Regions from separate parts of the Mus musculus genome. Here all the other regions are linked to region 3. A link is a contact called in public ChIA-PET and promoter capture Hi-C data. All regions are on one chromosome and are shown on one strand. Each heading gives the region's core, a stretch centred on a gene start, on an enhancer-like site or on the middle of the called end of the contact. The rest is flanking DNA. Distances are from core to core; before and after follow the strand shown. Region 1 has its middle 11 kb from the start of Gm51986. Region 2 holds the start of Zfp36l1 (zinc finger protein 36, C3H type-like 1). Region 3 holds the start of Exd2 (exonuclease 3'-5' domain containing 2).

Region 1 (2,700 bases), core at 147-2,646, 270 kb before region 3:
TAGGACAAACGCCTCCCCCCCACCACCGTGGCGGGGTGAATGTGGCTGCTCTCTCTCTCTCTCTCTCTCTCTCTCTCTCTCTCTCTCTCAAGACAGGGTTTCTCTGTGTAGCTCTGGCTGTCCTGGAACTCATTTTGTAGGCCAGGCTGGCCTTGAACTCAGAAATCCACCTGCCTCTGCCTCCCAAGTGCTGGGATTAAAGGCATGCGCCACTGTTTGTTTCCTGAGAAGCATCTCCAGGGATGGGAAGCTCCAATCTAGACCAGAACTGGGGGTGAGTTGAAAAGAGCATCCACAGTCACGCGTGTCATAATGATGTTCCAATACATGTTATATTTTCCAGGATGTGCTACAAAGAACACTGGCCTTGAGCGCAAGGGCCTGAACTTCCATTTCCAAGTCATGTGATCTCGGGCAAGTTCTTAGCCACTATGGACCTTATTATATAAACCCAGGAAAGGGATGTTGTGAGACCACAAACTAGAAACCAGTGTGAAAGGGTCCGGTTTATAATGTGCTAGGTATACGACGGTCAAAGCAGAGCCTTTGTTTTCTATCCTAAAGGAAGGAATGACCTACAGATCAGCCCAGGCCAATCACGCAGCGCTGTGCAGTCACAAAGCCCGCCCTCCCCCTGCTGCCGGAGCCCCAGCTCACTTTCCCACCAGAATCTGCAGCATGTTGCCATCTGCTGGGAAGAAGACGGTAGTGGACATCCAAGCATCCCTACCTAAACTGCAGGAAGCCAGAGTGAAGGAAATCCTAAAGAAAAGAAGGGTAGGAACTGGGCAGCGAACCTTTGACCTGTGAGACAGACAGGGCCCCCTCCATTGGCCAACAACTCGTCAGAATAATATTTCAATTCGCTTTTATTTTTTTAAAGTGATAGGATATTATTTAAGGAAAGAAATCCTGACACACCGTTGAACCTCGAGGATGCTATCTATGCTAATGAAGTAAGCTAGTGGGGAAAAAAATCTGGTTAAGAACATTGGGTGCTCTTGCAAAAGACCCTGGCTTAGTTCCCAATGCCCACATGGTAGCTCTCAACCATCTGTAACTCAAGTTCCAGGAGATCCAATGCCTTCTCCTGGCACCTTTCAGACACCACGCATGCGCATACTGTACGCACATACGTGCAGGCAAAGCAGCCGCACACACAAAATAAAATAAATCTTTAACAAGACAAACAAACAAAAATTGGCTCACAAGACAGCTCATCAGTGGGAGCAAACACAGAGATCGACAAAGATTTGTGTTTAATCCCAGAAACCCACATGGTGGAGGACAGAACTGGTTCCAACAAGTTAACCTCTGACCTCCACATGTGTGCTGTACAGCACTCAATAAATAAACAAACATGTAAAGAGAATGACAAATACTGCCTTGTTCCACTTCCTGGGTCTGTGTCTAAAGTTGCCGTAGACACAGGAAGTAGAATGGAGTTTGCCAGCACAGGGAGTGGGGCCAGGGATCATCTCTTAACGGGTTCTGAGGTTTGCCAAATGAAGCATTCTGGAAACGGATTGCGCAACAATGTAAATATATTTAACATCACTAAGTCACATGTGTAGAAATGGTTCAAATGCCCAAGAGACAGAGGAGGGCAGATCTCTGAGTTTGAGACCAGCCTGATCTACTACAGGGCAAGTTCAAGGACAACCAGGGCTACACAGAGAAACCCTGTCTTGAAAGACCAAAAAGACAAGACAAGACAAGACAAGACAAGACAAGACAAGAGAAAAAAAGAAAAGAAAAAGAAGAAAGCAAAAATAAAGAAAAGGGGTTCAAATAAGACAGGGTTTCTCTGTGTAGCCCTGGTTGTCCTGGAACTCACTCTGTAGGCCAGGCTGGCTTCGAACTCAGAAATCAGCCTGCCTCTGCCTCCTGAGTGCTGGGATTAAAGGCATGCATGAATGACCATTGCCCGGCTCAAGTGATAAATTTTGATCGCATATTTTACCTCAATAAAAAGCCCAATAAAAGACAATGGAGGTGTGCAACTCCACGCCAGAGAATCACAATAAATGCTGACTGAATAAAGATAGGCACACAGCCTCAGACATGGGGTGAAGGCAGCAATGGGCATTTCCATTGATTATTTTTTCCTTGTCTTTCCTGTTCTCATCTCAAGGCCAAAATTAATTAACTAAATAATTGATTTGAAACAGTGTTTCACTGTGTAGCCCTAGCTGTTCTGAAACTCACTCTGTAGACCAGGCTGGCCTCAAACTCACAGAGATCCACCTGCTTCTGCCTGCCCAGTGCTAAGACTAAAGGCGTGTGCCACCACACCTGGCTCAAACTTTTCAGATAAGTTAGAGGACAGTGTGGCACTTAGTTCAACTAACCAGAGCATCCTCCTAGAGGGCCTGGCTCTCCTGACCTCTAGTGGCAGTCACAGGCTACAGAGCAGAAAAATCCTGGATTATGGGAGTCTCCATAGTCATCTACGTGACCTTATGAGAGTAAAGAGACTTCTCTCCTGCAATTATAAACATACATAGATACAGAAATCATTATAAAGAGTGGCTCTCCAATGCCACATGGCCAGCAAGTGACCAGCAGAGGCTTTGCCTTCTCTATCAGGGCCACCTCTCCACAGAAGTAGGGAGAGAGGCAAGGTCCTCCTGAGGTCTTGTCAGCTCAACTGCTGCTTGGCAAAGGACAAAGTCTCCTTTAAGACACCCCAAGCCAGTG
Region 2 (2,700 bases), core at 50-2,549, 350 kb after region 3:
ATTCATTGAAGGCCACTGAGTTCCGTGGGTCTTATTGCTTGGTACCCCCAAACCGGGCATAGTGACAAGCCATATGTTCCGTTCGCGTGGGGGCGGGAGAGCAGCAAGAAGTGTCGCTTCCCCCACCTCTACCTTCCTTCTTACCAAAGTAACTTTTTCCCCCCTTGTTTTTAACATTCGGGGATGTGTGGAGGAGGCAGCCCGAATTCAAAGCGCGCGTGGAAAGTGACTTGTTGCTCTTTTATTTTCAGGGGGTGCCCTTGAAAGTCTGGACTTTTCTGCTGTAGCAAGTTTAAAGATCGGTTATGTGAACAAAGCGCCCCATCTAGGTCTGAAAGAATTCTGCCCAGGCAGTGGTGCCCCCACCATACCGGGAAAACGCAGGCTGCCGGCCCAGCACGCGTGGACCCCGCGCTGCGCGCAAAATCTTACTGCTCTCGCCCCCTCCAGCCTAGGCTCTCCTGGAGAAAAAGTTTTCTCTGGTCATCCCTACTTCTTTTGCTCACTGATGGGAAACAACAAACATAAAACTCTTGACTCGAACATTTGGGGTGCTCCGCATTCCTAAACTCCTCGCCCAGCTCATTTTGCGATGGGCAGCCGGGTGTGGACAGGGAAGTCAGGGGAAGGTAAGTCGTGCGGGCACTTGGAGAAGTTTCAAGGGACACTAGCTCAAGATGGAAACCGCAGCCCTGGCCCGCTCAAGACCAGCTCCAGCGCCTGCTAGGAAGAAAAAAAAAAAAAAAAAAGACAGGGGGGAGAGGGAGGGAGGAGGGGGGGGAGAGAGAGAGAGAGAGAGAGAGAGAGAGAGAGAGAGAGAGAGAGAGAGGAGAGTCGAGCCCGCCTTCCAACTCTTAAAAAAAAAAACCAACAAACACAACAACTCGAACTCCGAAGGGGGTGGAATGAGTGATGTCACAGAGCCGAGCAGCGAGGTTGACAAAGGGTGGGCGCCCCTCCCCCTCTGCCGGGCTCGGCCCAGGGGAGGGGCGCCCCCGGAGCCCGCGGACTCGAAACTTTTCCTCTTTAAGAAAAAAAAGTTTTGCGCCGCTCCGAGTGCTTTTTTTTTTTTTTTTTTTCCGCCTTCTTTCCTCGTCTCCCTCCCCCTTCTTCCTTTTGAAAGTTTCTTTCCTCCCCCTTTACCCCTCCCTCCCTCTTGACCGCATGGCTGATTCAACCTCAGTGTCAATCAACTTTTTTTCCGCCTCCTCTTCTTCATTTAAATACGTTTAAAGCTCCTCCTTCCACCCCCCCCAACCCACCAAATCTTATAAATTGGGCTTTGCGCGCCGCAGCCCGGGAGAGTCAGAAAGGCGAGGGGCGCCGGGAGCAGGCGTGTGGGACTCCTGACCGGAGAGCCGGAGGCTGCGCCTTCCCCGCACCGGGACCTTCACGACACACCAGATCCTAGTCCTTGCCCCGTGCGAACGCCCACGATGACCACCACCCTCGTGTCCGCCACCATTTTTGACTTGAGCGAAGTTTTATGCAAGGTAAAGCAGGGCGGAGCGTTGGCTTTTTGAAAGTTTCTCTTGTGCTCCAAGAAACTCTAAAAAGTTTGGGTCTCGGGGACGTGAAGGAGTTTCACTGCTTGCGTTTCCCTCCATGGTGAAGGAATTTGTTTATGTCCTCCTCGCACTTAAGTTTCAGGTCCCAGGTGGGGTTCTGTGAATCCGGGGAGCAAAGTTCTGGGCGACTGCTCCAGTTTGCGGGGCAAGGAGGTGCGGAAGAGTGGTTAGGTTTGGGACGAATTTTGAAGGATTCTTTTCTGCATGGTGCACCTCCGGAGCTGGGCTAAGCGGGTGGGCTCGGCTTCGCAGTGTGCGCCTTGGGTTTCCTGTACCCGCTGGAGATGTTCGAGGTTACCCAACACCTTTTGCTAGGGGTCTCTAGGAAAAGCGAGGTCTCAGGGCGGTATCTGACTGGGAGAATTTTCCTGTCTGTTTTGGGGAGCTAAGAGATAATGCGACGAAGAAAGAGGCCGACTTAAGGTTCAAAAAGATGTAGGCAAAGCGACTTTGTAGTGGAGTTTGTCCGCCCCAGCTGGGCTAGGTTCCCGCTGCGGGAGCTGGTCGATCGTGCTGCAAACTTGGGGCTGAAACTGTTTGCTTACCTGGGTTGTGAGGCACTACGGTTCGTTGACTAAGGAATAGGGGAACAAAATGCTGCCAGACCTCAAGTTCCCGCCAGTTAGGATTTAAGAGGGCCAAAATGGGGCAGTTTGCCAGTCAGGTTTTTGAAAAACAAAACAGAAAAAAACTTTTAAAACCGTAATGTTCCAGGAGTGCGATTGAAATAACTCCGTGAATGTTGTTAATTTTTTGCCCGCTCTACTTCCCCCAACCCCCCAATTTGAAAGGATGAAGCTGCTAGGCTACTTTTAATTGCTGAACTGTTTTTGCCTTCCCTTAAACACGTCGGGTCATGTTGCTCTCTTCCTAGCTCGCTGCTCCTGTCGGTGCAGCTGCCAAGGCCCCGGGGCTGCAGGGTTGGGGTGCAGGGCCGTGCTGGAGTTGAAGAGCAACATCAAAAACTTTGCATTTTCGGCTTCTTTCCCTCCCTGCGTTTTTCCAAGTCTGTTTGCCCTGGCGGCAGCCTGAGCTAGCCAACTCCATCCTGGGCCCCGCTGCCCCGCTCTTTGATCTATTTCTCTTTCTTTTGCCCCCTCCCCCCGCAGGACTTTTTAAATGAACCTCATTG
Region 3 (2,700 bases), core at 150-2,649:
CTGAGGATTCAAACAAGCAGGTCTCTGACTCGTATGTCTTCTCTTGGTGTCTTTGCTGTTTGTCTTGTCCAATTTTGATTTGATGGTTTTATTTAGCTTATATTTTATTTTGTTCGATTTTATTATAACCCCTTAGAAGCCTGTTTGTTTTCTAATTGAGACAGAAAGGGAGTGGATTCGGATGGGAAGGGAGGTGGGGAGGAACTGGAAGGGGTGGAGGAAGTGGATACCACAGTCGGAATATATTATGTGAAGAGAAAAAGATGTATTTTCAACAAAATAATTCAACAGCACCAGCTACTTTTCCAGAGGACGCAAATTCAGCTCCTAGCACACTCCCTCCCACCAGGCAGCTCACAGGCGGCTGCAACTCCGGCTCCAAATAACGCACACACATAAACAAAAATAAATCTTGACTTAATCCCAGCACTTGGCAGAGGCCAACAGATCCCTGAGTTCCAGGCCAGAAAGGGCTACATAGCGAGAGACCCTCCCCCTCCCCACTACTCCAGTTCTTTAAAAAAGAAAAAAAAAAAAAGAAAAAAAGAAAAAAAAGTTACTAAAAACAAAACAGTTCTGTGTTTCTAAGGAATGGTTACATAAGGGAATTTGCGTCCAATCGTGTACCAAAGCTTATAAATACTTGAGTTGTCTGAATTTTGGTGAACAGCTGTCCATTTTTAATAAATAAGATTTAAAGTTCTAGTTTGATCTGCCCCGCCAAAAAAAAAAAGCCAAAGCCAAAGGTGAAAAGCCAAAGCCAGAGGTGGTGCCCAGCAAATCGACGGGCGGCGAGCGATGTGGCCCCGCAGGTCCCGGGTGGGGCGGGTCCCCCGAAGCCCGGAGGAACCCCGGCGGGGGCTGCTTTTTAACTGACGAGGTCAGAAAGCCTTGAAGGGTTGGTGGATGCTCCTGACGAGGAGACGGGCGGATGGAAAGGGGCGGCCCGGGAAGGCTTGGGGACCAATGGCGGGACGAGTCCTCCCCGAACCTGAGGGCTCAACCGCCCACACCGAGAGTGAGGGGCCAAGAGGCCGCGCCTCAGGGCGGGGAGAGGGGCAGTGCCAACAACGCCTGGGCACCTCTGCAGCCCAACAGTCGCCCACGCGCAAAGTGGTCCCTTCAGCATCACCACCCTCTCGAGCCGCGCTGGAAACCCCTCTGCCTGCCACACAACCCCAGAGAGGACTTTGCCAACCCGAGCTTCCCTTACCTGCGGCCTCCAGCCTCGACCGAACACCTGCGGCACCCCACGCTGACAAGCTGGAACCCCCGCGGCGGTCTGGGCGCACCCACCCGGATGCATAAAAGCCGTAGCCACTTCCGGCCCAGTGGCTGGCCAGGAGGATACAACCCCCGTGGTGTGTGCCTATGGGCCGCGCCATTTTGTACGGAAGCCGCTAGGGCAGCATTTCCTCCCCAGGTTCTCGGTTAAAGGATGGGGAAGGAGGGTTATAATTGCGAAGACTTAATGTCTTCAGAAAAGTGGTGTTTTCTGAGATGCCGCTTCGTCTTTTGGTTTTGGCTTTGAAGGAAGAAGCCTATTGAACTTTCGCTCACAAATGCAACACAGGACATTTTTTCTCTTTTACCCAGGGTAGCGTTTCTCCACTACATTAATTTTCTTATTTTTTTTCCATTTTTTTATTAGGTATTTAGCTCATTTACATTTCCAATGCTATACCAAAAGTCCCCCATACCCACCCACCCCCATTAATTTTCTTATATTCGAGCGGGAAAATAAGGAAACTGTTTACAGAATGTGCTCTTCATTCGCGTTATATATTATAGCCATTAATCTCTCTCTCTCTCTCTCTCTCTCTCTCTCTCTCTCTCTCTCTCTCTCTCTCTCTCTCTCTCTCTCTCTCTCCCTCTCTCTCTCTCTCTCTCTCTCTCTCTCTCTCTCTCTCTCTCTCTCCCCTCTCCCCATCTCCCTCTCTCTCCCTCCCTCTCCCTCTCTCCCTCTCCCCTCTCGTACATGTCTGAAGATGCCAGAAGAGGGCGTTGAGCCCCTGGAAAAGATTTATAGAGCCGGCGTGGATTTCTGAGTTCGAGGCCAGCCTGGTCTACAGAGTGAGTTCCAGAACAGCCAGAGCTACACAGAGAAACCCTGTCTCAAAAAACCAAAAAAAAAAAAAAGAAAGAAAGAAAAGAAAAGGAAAAAAAATTATAGAAAGTGTTGAGCTATTGTGTGGGGGCTGTTAATTGAACCTGGGTCCTCCAGAAGAGCAACCAGTGCTCTTTACTGTTGTCATCTCTCCTGGTCCCTATATCCTCATAACAACCACAATATTGTCTATATATGAAACCATTCATTCAGGATTGATTTTTTTTTTAAGGGGGTTAAAGCAGGGTGTTGTGTAGCACAATCTGGCTCTCAACTCTCAAAATGTGAGCAAAGGTGACCTTAGATTCCTGATCTTCCAGCTTCCATCTCCCAAGTGTTAGGATTACAGGCAGGCTTGGGCCACCACACCCCGTTTATGCAGTGGTGGGGATCTAGACCTCAGGCTACAATGATAAATTTGAGGTAAGCCTGGGTTACACGAAACGCTATCTCAAAAAGGAAGGAGTTTTGTTTTGTTTATAAATTTTCATCTTTTTCTGTCCACTCAAGAAGCTTAGAGGCTGGTTGGAAACATCCACAGTAGCACTTGAGCACACACACATACAATGTGAGAAGTGAGAGGACATCTTTTG

Evidence for each region. Promoter capture Hi-C pulls out the DNA fragments that hold promoters and counts their contacts. ChIA-PET counts read pairs in DNA pulled down with a chosen protein or histone mark.
Region 1: a promoter capture Hi-C map of hippocampal neurons shows a contact between it and region 3, with 4 times the contacts expected there. The contact joins the enhancer-like site here to the promoter of Exd2 in region 3. A contact is called at or near these places in 3 of 39 promoter capture datasets (embryonic stem cells and hippocampal neurons), 2 of 115 datasets of contacts at active chromatin or transcription factors (both in embryonic stem cells) and 2 of 9 other capture datasets (liver and pancreatic islet).
Region 2: a contact with region 3 is called in an RNA polymerase II ChIA-PET map of memory CD8 T cells, with 89 read pairs. The contact joins the promoter of Zfp36l1 here to the promoter of Exd2 in region 3. A contact is called at or near these places in 2 of 115 datasets of contacts at active chromatin or transcription factors (memory CD8 T cells and pancreatic cancer cells) and 2 of 9 other capture datasets (adipose tissue and liver).

The regions. Positions count from the first base shown.
Region 1 is chr12:80,728,702-80,731,401 of GRCm38.p6, reverse strand. No RefSeq gene overlaps it. Among named protein-coding and RNA genes, the nearest start is that of Gm51986, 11 kb to the right of the region's middle. Within about 2 kb of position 1,396, at least 19 of the 459 cell types and tissues checked have an H3K27ac peak or open chromatin away from gene starts, as enhancers often do. A contact at or near this core is called in hippocampal neurons and liver, where this site is marked.
Region 2 is chr12:80,111,612-80,114,311 of GRCm38.p6, reverse strand. It overlaps Zfp36l1 (zinc finger protein 36, C3H type-like 1), which reads left to right and starts at 1,299. Exons shown (of 2, transcript NM_007564.5): 1 at 1,299-1,493. The coding sequence starts at 1,437. It overlaps Gm52006, which reads left to right. Exons shown (of 3, transcript XM_030247048.1): 3 at 1-732.
Region 3 is chr12:80,461,794-80,464,493 of GRCm38.p6, reverse strand. It overlaps Exd2 (exonuclease 3'-5' domain containing 2), which reads right to left and starts at 1,399. Exons shown (of 9, transcript NM_133798.3): 1 at 1,214-1,399.